Regions from separate parts of the Sus scrofa genome. Here region 2 is linked to region 1. The links are chromatin contacts, called in public HiChIP or PLAC-seq maps. All regions are on one chromosome and are shown on one strand. The core of a region is the stretch at or near the end of the contact, and the rest is flanking DNA. Distances in the headings are between cores, read along the strand shown.

Region 1 (5,857 bases), core at 2,834-5,333:
GTCATTTTTCGGTCTCTTGTTTCTCCCTTGGTCTCTCTCTCTCTTGCCTGTTAAGATTGAATTGTGTCCCTCACTCTCTCTCCGAAAAAGATCTGTTGTCGTCCTGGTACCCAGTCCCCGTGGATGTGACCTCTTTGGAGATAGGGTCTCTGCAGACTTCATCAAGTTAAGGCAGGGTCATCAGGATGGGCTCTAATCTGACACGACTGTTGCCCTGATAAGAAGAGAAGTCGTGTGAAGATAGACACACGGGGAGGGCACAGTGTGAAGATGGAGGGAGATTGGGGCTTGTCCCCACAGGCCAAGGAACATCGGGGCTGCCAGAAGCTTCAGGAGGCAAGGAAGCATCCCCCACCAGAGGCTTCAGAGAACTCCAAGCCTTCCCAGCTCTCCAGACTGACTCCAGACTTCTGCTCTCCAGACCCACGAGAGAATAAATTCTTTGTTGTCATTTCCAGCCACCCAGTTTGTGGTACTTTGCTACCTAGCCCTAGGAAACGAACACCCTGGCCCCATTACTTGTTTGAGTCTACAGGACTGAGAGCTTTATTTATGTGTGAAATAAACATCTGTAAAGCCCACCTTTAGTAATAACTCATCGTTTATCCAAATTAGGGATCTCCTATGTGATTATGTATAACATAAAATGGATTGAGAAGAGTAGGGTTAGGCTGATCAAGAAGGGGAAAAAAGCTGCTAAAGAGGACCCAAAGCACTACCTTACTGGTGGATAAGAGAAAGTGACTTTCTATAAAAGTTGAAAGGGTCTTACGTGAGTATCAGGGCAGGAAGAGGAATAGGGGGTTATAGTTCAGGGGTCTCGGGGGAGCTGGCATTTTCATGCTGATTTAATCTAAGATTTCCGCTTATGAAGGGTGAGGTTTACAGACTAAAAATTAGCCACAAGGTACAACTTTCCTCCTGGCTTTTTAACAGAAGACTATAAGAATAAAGCAAGCAGCTGTGTCAGAACTTGCTGGGCAGCAGAATATGCATAGTTTGAACAAAGCCTAGCTGGCCTGCGTATGAATTACAGGAAGAAAAGGAGCTTGAAGGCTATTTATTCCTTTTCTATGGGACATACTGAAGAAAAGACAGAGTCATATATCACAGGCCCAGCTGGAAATCGTGGGGCCAGATGGGGCTGCAAGGGTGTGAGTCACCAGCTCCCAACTTTCAGGAGCTTTCCACATTTGGGAGTCTAGCAGAGGCTTGTTGTGATTCTAATGGAGCCCCCTGGGTTCTGGAGCTGCTGCGAGCTGCAGCCAAATGGGTATAAGTCTTAAAAATTAGAACTGACGAGAATGGCTTTTGGACTCATACAGCCTGGTGTTTCAGGGCCAAACAGTACTTAGAGTTCAGCTGGGTGGGGGTGGAGGAGGAAACAGGGGTTTCTTACTGAAGGCCTGATCAGATCTGATGGGAGCTGGCTTATGGCCACGGCTGACCAATCAGAATTTTCCATTCTCCTCGCCATAGCAGTGGCTCAGAAATGGGCTCAGGACCCATGTCAGCCCAAAGAGAGTCACTCTAGGGACCTCTACGGGAGCTATGGGGAATGAGATGCAGTCTACTGGGTTGTTGGGTGTGCATCCAGAGCTGCTGTGAGCATCTTGCTATGGCTATGGATGAGCTGGCTTGAGTGAGTTCAGGGATGGAAGGGAGACTCAGTCCTGATGAGACTAAGCCCCTGAATCTAGCTGTGCCCAAAGCTCTTCTGTGTTGCACAAGCCAATACGCTCCATCCTTTCGTTTGCTTAAGCCATTAGCAGTTAGGTTTCTTTTACCGGCAACCTAGAGAGGTCTGACTAATACACAGACCTCAGCAAGACACAATAGGACCACAGCAAATACCACAAAAATATATAGAAGCCAGAGAGAAGATCCAGTCCAGTCTGTGCACACACGGCCCACTGTACCGGAGGGCCAACAGAGAAGGTATAAACACAGGGATGGTTACAAGAGTGTTTTAGAGCATTGTAAAACATGGAATGACAATATTATTTCCTTAAATCCTTCTGGAATTAGGGCAAAAAGATAAAGCTTTTAAAAACAAGGTAATATGAATATGGCATCACCATCATCTTCCCATTCCAGAGACAAGAAGGGTGGGTTCTGTTTAGGCTCACCCTAGGGCTACTAACTCCTCTGCCTTTGTCCAGTGGGACCATCCCTACTGTAAAACTGGAAGTCCTGTTGTCCCAGGACCTCCTAGTCCCAGGCAGACCTGGACGGTTAGTCATGTCACATTTTGGGAAGCTCCAGGTTTGTATAAAAAAATCACAGGAGGAGTTCCCGTTGCGGTGTAGTAGAAACAAATCCAACTAGTATCCATGAGGATGTAGGATTGATCCCTGGCCTCGATCAGTGGGTTAAGGATCTGGCATTGCTGTGAACTGTGGTGTAGGTCACAGATGCCGCTCAGATCCCATATTGCTGTGGCTGTGGTGTAGGCCAGCAGGTGTAACTCCGATTAGACCCCTACCCTGGAAACATATATGACGAGGGAGCGGCCCTAAAAAGACCAAAAAAAAAAAAAAAGAAAAAAAAAGAAAAGAAAAGAAAGAAAGAAAGTCACAGTAGGATTTCCCACTGTGGTGCAATAGGATCGGTGGCATCTTGGGAGTGCTGGGATGCTGGTTGGATCTCCGGCCTGCAATAGTGGGTTAAAGCTCGGGTTGCTCCAGCTGAGGCTTGGGATGTAACTGCGGCTCAGATCTGATCCCTGATCCAGAAACTCCATATGCTGTGAGGTGGCCCAACAAGAAAAAAAAAAAAAAAAAGCTTTTTTTTTTTTTCCTCAAAGTCACAGTAGCCCCTGCAGAAGGGGAAAGAGTGCCAAGATATCTCTCTTGCGTCTGTCACTTGAGTTTCTCTTCTGTATGCTTTAGAAGATGGAGAGTCATTGAGGATAGAGAAACCTGCTCTCTGAGGGGTCTCCTGCTAGAATCCCATGATTTATTTTTCTTTGTTTCAGGACAAATTGGCTCTTACGGATCAGTGATTTCCGCACCTGGCTGATCGTAAGAGTCACCCAGGGAAGTGGAAACTATGTAGATTCCTGGCTACCAACACCTGCAGGTCCAACTCAGACAGAATCGGGTGGAGCCAGAGCTCTGCATTTCAAAAGATCTTGGCAGGTGACACGCGTATCAATTATTCACAAACGTCAGCATGTTAACGATCATGAATAATAAATCACGTTCCGCACACCTCACTAATGGCTAAGACACACCGTTGTGTGAGACACCACTTTCCCGTCCATCTTAAACGTTCCATGCTCCCTCCGGCAGAGCTACCGAACACACGGCTCGCTGCACCCCACCTTCAGGGTTTCCGCGTCTGTGGGCTGGGGCCACAGGAAATTTGCATGCCCAAGACACTCCCAGGAGGCCTCCAGCTACTTTAGCAGCATCCTTGCAGCCTGTAAGCTCAGCTGAAGGTCTTGTCTGGTCTCTTTACTCTTTGTCATCATTGTAACTCTCTCATCTCCCCCAGGACAGTCCTCTTGTAAATGAGTGAAAAATGACTACGTGGATAAAGGTTGTAGGGACCTCATCCATAGTGACCTTCCCACCAACTTTCTAAAGCAGGCTGTGCCCTGCCCCTCCCTTTGCATGTCAGAAAGGTTTCTGCTGGTTATCTAAGGAGTGCTGAGTGTATCATGGGACCTCAGCCGAGGACATGGGTGGGAACAACAGGATTTCCTGCTCTCAGCTTCGGGGGCTTTGTGCTGAGTACAATAAAGTGCCGGCTGCATCGGGGCCTCCAGCTACGCCCGCTGGACTCTCTCAAAGACTCCGTTTTGCTTGTTTGTCACTTTCTAAGGCTGGCAGATTTATGTTTCACCCATAAGTCCTTTCTGTCTCTCTTTAGCTTGTCATCATGTTTAAGTTTTTAAATTGACTTGCTGGGATGTTACCCAAGCATATTCTGGTTGCAGTAGCTGTTTAGTCCTGTGGGTAAACTTGTTTTTATCCCCCCAGAAGCCTGAGAATGACTGTCCCAGCCTCTGCTCAAGCTGTGCGGGCTCGCCGATCAGCCCATTTGTCCTCTGTTGGTGCCAGCACGGCTGCGGCACCTCGGCACTGTCTCGCCACACATCTTCATTCGTACAAGAAATGCTCCTAGACGACAGAGACGTATGCACAGTCACCACCCAGACCTCAACCTAGACACGCCCCAAACAAAGTTAGAAAGGAAGAGAAAGCCACTGACCATCATTAGCCACTAGTTAACTAGGGGAGCTTGCTACATTCTGCATTAGCCACTAGTTAATTAGGGGAGCATCCTACATTCTGCAGGACCGTTCAAAGGGTATTGAAGAGGCTTTGCAACTTTTTATGTAAGGGCTTGAAATAAGAAACAGCACCCAGAAAAATACTAATGATAATAACAACAGAATGTAAAGATGTCCTCTATTTTAGACTCTTGGTACTGTAACGAGATTGCAAATGATCGCTTCATTGGGGTACAGTCTTGTTACCCCTGAGAAAAAAAAGATGAGGGTCCAAGGGGGCAGGAAACAGAGGGCCTCCCCAAGTCTCCTCCCTGGAAAGAGGGTTTGGTTCTGAGCAGCAGAACCTTTACTTAGGGAGCAATAATCCCCTCCAGGTCAGGTCTCTAAAGCAGCCTAGCTGAATGGCCAAGTCTGTGGCAATGAGCAAAAGCCTGTTGCCCAGACAGTTGATGTGGGTCCCGGACCAGAGCTGACTAGTCAACAACTAAAGGAGCAGTCACTCTGCTATTTCACACTGTCGACAACACGACAAGGACAATGCCTCTGCTCTGATGCCGCCCATGACAGAACTGTTCTCTGGCGCAAACTGGTGTGGGTGGCTTGGCCATATCTGCCAGAAGGTTTCAGAACCTTTTAGGTGTTGTGTTCATGATATCTGTGTTTCAGAAAACATGTCTGAACCTGGCTGACAGGAATATATTCTGCTACATAATAAATAAAAATGAGGATTTAAAGTTTTGACTTTGCATTTGGAGAGTTGTCACTCTAGGAGGAAAACAGGTATTTGTCTTGTGTGTGTGTGTGTGTGTGTGTGTGTATAAAATCTAAATGTGACCCTGGTACATGGGTAGGAAGGAAAATTTCATCTGAACGATGGCGGAGGCACGATACTCAAGGACCACTAGGGAGAAAAAAAGAAGTCTGAATGAATCGCGTTATGCTGACACTCTTCCATTTTCATCTCTCGTTTTCTCTCCCCACTTTGTGTGTTCTGCCTCCTGCTTCTCCTCTGCATGTCTCTCAGTAGCACCCTTGGGCCCAGCTACCAGCAGCGAATGCTTTGACCTCTATGTTCCATGAGCTTTGATTCTGACTTCTTTTCTAGATTCTATTATTTATTCCTCAAATTATGATATGAAACTACCCCAGTCACATTATCCTTTCCCTCTAGGTCCCTTCTCAGCCTGCTTTTCTCACCAGAGGAAAAGATTTGCATAGGTGTAGAAAGCTGGCACCAGGGCGACTCTGGCCGTCTAGGAAATACCCACTACATATGGGGGGTATGTCAGAAACCACCAAGCCCACAGGTGAAGCTTGGGAATGGCAGTATGTTAGGAATTGAATGTAACAGGAGTGGATCTTTACTGACAATGTACCGTGTGTAACTTCTATACGCGATACTACAGGGGACAGAAATGACTAAGAAATCCACGAACAGCTTCGTTTATTGGAAGAGGCAGATGTATATGGTGAACTGTGCTCACGTTGAAATAAACTACTGCTCTAAGACTGTTTCATCATACTATATGACCGTTATTGCAATCACCACGGATCTTGCCTGTTTTTTAAAATTTAAATTTCTTTCCTTGCAAAGTTTCTCTTATAGAATCAAACTAT
Region 2 (5,766 bases), core at 636-3,135, 91 kb after region 1:
GCTTGGGTTCTGTGGGCTCTCACTCAGATCTCCCTTTGAGAGGGGGCAGACCCCGCCACAGCTGCTTTGGGTCCCCCACAGCATTGGTGGCGACCCCCACCTCCTTAGACTCCTCCCAGCCCTGACTGAGCAACATGGGGCTGTTCAACTGGGCCATTCACCGGGATGAGGGATTCTCCCGCTTTGACCCAGGGACCCCCCTCCCATCGGTCTGTCTGAGCCTCTCCTGATGGGCACAGTGGTCAGAGGCTCGTCCTACCCAGTCCCTCCTTCCTTTCTGCCTTTCACAGACGTCACACCTGCATCTCGGTCTGGAGCCTGTCCCTGCCGGCTCCTCCGGCCTCGTCCTTCTTCATCCTTCACTGGTGTTTGTCCCAATAAGCCCCATCCATGTCTCATCTCACCTTGGTATTTGTTCTCAGAGACCCCACATGGATATAGGCTCAAATCCTGGCTTTTTATTTGATAACCTCAAGACGGGCAAATAATTAATTTTTTGCCCACCAAAAGAGAAGAAGGACAGCACTAACTTCACATGGCTGTTGGGACAATTAAGTCCCATGTGCAGAGCCCTCTGCACACTACCTACAGACTAAGGCTTCTCCAAGAGTGAGCTGGGAGGAATTCTTTGGGGCCCCAGGCCGAGGAGGCCTTTGATCAATGTGTGGAGAATGTTAACTCCCTGTTGGAAGTAAACACCCCTATTATTTCAATTAGCAATGGAAAGTATTTCTGACTCTGTTCCGTGAATAACATTAATGCCTCATTCCCCTCGGTGGACGTGGCTACCGTCTTAATCCCCAGACTGACCTGTAGAATAGCATTCCGAAGCCTTTCGAAGGTAATTTCCTGAGTTCCCAGGAATTCCATTATTATAAAAATAAAGTAAAATTAAAAAAAAAAACCCTAAAAGAAATGACATTCGTTACATCCTTTGCTTCTGTCTATATTCGCGTGTTCTTCCCAACTCTTTGGTGAGAAAGAGCGGCCCTCGTCCCGCCTATGACAGTTGGGAAAAGCACCGCTGCTCCTCCTCTTCTCTAGACTAAACATTCCCAGTTCCCCCAGTGCTTTCTTTTTGATCTTCATTCCCAAACTATTTATCACTTGAGCTCTCTTTCCCTGAAAGGTCTCCAGAGTTCTAAATAGCTGAGCCGCACATCGAAGAAACTTCTCCAAAGAGGTTTAAGTGATCACAAATGGAAGCAACAAGAATTCTGTCCGTCTTCCCCTGAAAGGCCTGTAATTAATAAAACTCAAGGCAGACAGTTTCTTCCTTTAATTTATAACTTCACTTTCCTCGGGGGAGAGTAGTAGGTTCATAAGGAACTAAGTGAGAGAGATTGGTTTTGCAACGGGATCTAGTTACTATTAAAGAAATTCAGAATGAAGAGTTTCTATTTTTAATTGGAACAAAATGCAGTTTTAAATCATTATTAAAAAGCTAATTTGAAGGGGTGAGTATTAACTAACTAATGCACATATTGTTTGCCGGTAACCACGCGTAACTAAGAAACATTTTCAGGAACAAGACCTCAAAGTGTGCTCTAAAGGTTAAAAGCAAACAAACAAACAAAATTTAAAAAACAAACAAACAAAAAAACAACCACCAATTAAAACTAGAATTTTGTTTCCGAACACATCTTCTTTGGCAGTTAAATCATATGGTGCCAAAGCCAAAACCTTGACTAGAAGGCTTGTTCTGGATCTCATTTTTTAAGTAAGTGCTACCTTTTGTGTTGCTTACTGGTCCTTAGGACTCAGGCTTGTTTTTATTTCTCCTTCATTTGCCTGTTTGTTTGAATGTAAAGTCCAGTTTTCAGGACCACCTGACTTCTGATCTGGAGCATCCAGGAGCAGAATAATCAAGACAGCCTTGGGTTCATATGCTGATGTTTGTGACAAGCAGTCCAGGCCACCAGCCACCAGGCTCACAGCACAATACCCAGCACTGTGTCAATCACAGCAATCAGTGGAAACAGGTGGGGAAGCTTGAATTTCACCGACCAGAGTGTGGAGAAAACAATGGGCTTTCTGAGAAACAGCCTGCAGGCATTTCCCCCTTTTTGAATATCAGGATTATCCAGAGAGACTTCCCAACAGAGGAAGCTCAGTTAGCCATGCTTCATTCAGATTCAAAAGCTTTGCCTTATCTGCAAATAAAACAAATGGAGACAACCACTCAGAAGGGAAATCGGATTTAGAACCTTGGGATCTGGCCGCAACAAGAGTGTGGCAGGGGACAGGAAGGCTACGAGACAAGGAACCTTAAGGCTCCTTAAACCTAACAGAGTTGTGACTTTAAAAACTTGTCAACTGAAACCAGCACAGGATGGAGAGAGAAAATGAGTCTGCATTCTGAGACCCATGCATAAAAACAAAAACAAAAACAAAAAAAAAACAAAAAAAAACCTAAAAGGTATACATGATTTAAGAAAAAAGAAAGAAAAAAAAAAAAAAAACCAAAACAGAAACTAAAATAAAATTGAATTACAAATCACTTAAACTCTCCCATCATGAATCCCCCAGCTGTCCCAGATTTTTCTCATCAAAGGAGGTTCTGGAAGACAATCAAATCAGAGATGTAAACACCGAGGGAAAAGAGTAAGACCTCCTTGGTTACGTTTAGGTCCCTAATCCAACACAGTTCCGTGTATTTAAAATCATGCTGAAGTCACTCTGGAATGTCTACAACCAATCATTCCTCCCAGTTAGGAACAAAGCTACGAATGGAAAGAACATGAAACAACAAAAAGTCATTAGCAAGGTAGCCCAAGAGTCATAGGACGTTATAAGAAGCTCTTAATTCAGGGAATCATTTTCCCATCCATTCCTTTCACAAGATGGACTAGATCCCAACTCTGTGTCTTTGCTCTTTCCATCATCCTTCTCTCTCCTTTCTGGGAACCCACACAAATCAAAGTCGGGGGTGTGGTTGGTATAAGCCCTCTGAGCTGATCCTGAAGACCCCAGGGGCCTGGACCTGCCACTGACACAAGCTGTGGCACTGGACCTCATATTCTTTAGGAGAGAAGGGAAGGAGTTGGACCAGATGGTTTGCTAGGGCTGCAAAGTACCACAGATGGGTGGCTTACACAACAGACTGCATGCTCTCACAGTTCTGGAGGCTGAAAGTCCAAGATCCAGGCATTGACAGGTTTGGTTTCTTCTGAAGTCTTTCTCTGCAGCTTGCAGATGGCTGTCTTCTCCCTGTGTCCTCACAGGGTCTTCCATCTGTGCACCTGTCTGTGTCCCAATCTTCTTATAGGGACATCGGTCATACTGGACTAGGGCCAGCCCATGTGACTTCATTTGAACTTCATCACCTCTTCAAAGGTCCTATCTCCAAATACAGCTGCACTCTGAGGTGTGGGAGTTAGGACTCCAACATACAAATTTTGGGAGGATACAGTTCAGTTTATAACAATCCCCTGGGTACCTTTCATCGCCAGAATTCTCTGATTTCCCTTCTCTCTCGAGTACTGACTCTTCGTTAATTTATCTTCTCTATTTTAACATGGAGAACTTCTGCCTGCTAATTCCACAGACAGCAAAGAACTGAGGTTGCACTTGTAGGCTGTAGGCTGTCTGTAGTCTTAGTCCATTGAGATTAAAGCTACTCCATAGGGCAGGCAGCACCATTCCAGACAGTAGGTGGGTCAAAATGAATTTTTTGCACTTTTTCCTAACGAGGGGACCACTGAGCCTATGGCCACTAGAGACTCTTTGTTAAGGACCCGGCAACATGAGAATTTTCTTGAATTACGTTTTGCAAGGATGCCAAAATTTCCTCCCTCCTCTGCCTTCCAGACTGAATCTTGTGTTGCTTGTATTCTTTCAGATTGCACGAAACCAGATTTGTGCTGGGACTCTTTTAAGTCATTTGCTGAATTGGTTTATTTTTTCCTAAGGATACAAGGGCAAGGAAGACAAGACGTCAGGCATCACCTGCAAGGGTTTACGGAGGATGAAACATTGGTAACAATGCCCTGAGGTTCCAAGGCTCTAGACATCGTATTTCTTTGGGGAAGACACCCATCTTCTTTGCTCCATACGACGTCCAGTGACAAAGTGTTCTTCCTGCCTCGACCTCTGCTCCTGCTGCTTCCCGGGTCTCTCTGGTGTCTTTGAGTTCTCCCTCCTTGACACAGAGAATGAGCGGAGTGGTCAGTCGGCAGTCAGCACACACTACCTCTGCTGAACAGAGCCTTTCTATCACACCACCCCATCTGCCAGTGGTTAGCTTAGGGACGGCTGTCACTGCCCATGTCTGGTCCTACCAACCTGATGATGAGGCCACGTGGCTCTCAGGAAGGTGACCAATGGCCAAGGACTTCCTTTGAAAAGAAATGAGGTGTTAAGTAGTCTAAGATTTCAAAATAGTAAAAAAGAGAGCCAGCAGTCAGCTGGCCAAGTATTCCTTGCATTGACCAGGAAGCTAAAGAGTAGTTTATATTCACTGCCTTTACTCTTTCGCTTTCGTTGCCTGTCATCCTAATACCTGAAATCCTTGCACTCTTGACTTCTGGATCCACCTTCCTGCTCTTAACCCCAACTGAAATTACCTTCCAACTTCAACATCAATCTGTCATTTTCTTCCCAAACTTGTGCCACTTAAAATCATTGACCACTTCTCTGTGCACCCCTTGCCTTGGCCTCTGTGGCTGCATTATTCAGGGGATGGAAGGTAGACGGTGAGCTGTAGGAAAAGCCTTGGAGTTAATGGACCTGGATAGGAATCCTGACTTTCCAATATTCAACATCTATGTGGCATTATGTGTGTTAATTCTATTCAGTTTAATAATTTATTTTTGCGTCCTATTATGTATGTTTTTTGGTCTTTTTTTTTTTTGTCTTTTAGGGTCACACCTGGGGCTTGTAGAGGTTCCCAGGCCAGGGGTCCAATCAGAACTGTAGCTGCTGGCCTGCGCCACAGCCACAGCAACTTGGTGACCCGCACCACAGCTCACGGCAATCCTGGATCCCTAACCCACTGAGCGAGGCCAGGGATTGAACCCACATCCTCACGGATCCTAGTTGGGTTCACTAGCCGCTGAGCTGCGACAGGAATTCCACCTATTATATCTGTGATGACTGAGTAATGGGGAGGAATTCCAGATGACACCAGTGTCTGGATTTAGATGAATGAAAACACAAAGGGAAAATACTTACTTAAACCGTACTTCTTACACCCAAGTAGACACTAAGATCCACTGATTCCACCTCCATAACATCGCCCATATTTATTCCTCTTATTTATTCCTAGTACCATGGAAGAAAGCCCCAGTCCCTTTGACCTGGCCTAGTGGGTAATATATTGAGTTCTGAGCAGCTCCTGAAAATCCCAAAGAGATTCCTCAAGGACTTCTATAGGTGGGAAGGCAAGAAAGTGGTATGTCCCCTCACAGGGTCCATTCCTGCCTCATTTAAACAGGATCAGTTATGCGTTTTGTTTTGTTTTTGAAGAAAACACTTTCTATTGTACTTAAACACTGGCCTACATATTGATTCCATCTCACAGTAAGACTTTTTATTTCAGAGTATTTCCCCTATAATCTACTTTATAGTTGCCTCTCAGATTATTTAAGGCAAAGCACACTTCTGATCATGTCATTTCCCACTGCCTGGAAATGCACTACTAGATACGGTAGCCATTAGCCACAAATGACTATTTAACTTAATTTAAACCAAATTACAATTCAGGTCCTTAGCGGCACTAACCGTATTTCAAGTACTTGACGGCCCCGTGGATCTGGCGGCCACCAT

Evidence for each region. HiChIP or PLAC-seq counts read pairs in DNA pulled down with a chosen protein or histone mark.
Region 2: a contact with region 1 is called in an H3K27ac HiChIP or PLAC-seq map of skeletal muscle. The contact joins two enhancer-like sites. A contact is called at or near these places in 10 of 47 Hi-C or Micro-C datasets (embryonic fibroblasts, epiblast stem cells, fetal heart ventricle and 5 more) and 1 of 2 datasets of contacts at active chromatin or transcription factors (skeletal muscle).

What each region holds. Positions count from the first base shown.
Region 1 is chr7:7,958,543-7,964,399 of Sscrofa11.1, forward strand. All of the region lies in intron 2 of NEDD9 (enhancer of filamentation 1), which reads right to left. Among named protein-coding and RNA genes, the nearest start is that of NEDD9, 130 kb to the right of the region's middle. Within about 2 kb of position 4,084, at least 21 of the 83 cell types and tissues checked have an H3K27ac peak or open chromatin away from gene starts, as enhancers often do. A contact at or near this core is called in skeletal muscle, where this site is marked.
Region 2 is chr7:8,051,691-8,057,456 of Sscrofa11.1, forward strand. All of the region lies in intron 1 of NEDD9 (enhancer of filamentation 1), which reads right to left. Among named protein-coding and RNA genes, the nearest start is that of NEDD9, 39 kb to the right of the region's middle. Within about 2 kb of position 1,886, at least 7 of the 83 cell types and tissues checked have an H3K27ac peak or open chromatin away from gene starts, as enhancers often do. A contact at or near this core is called in skeletal muscle, where this site is marked.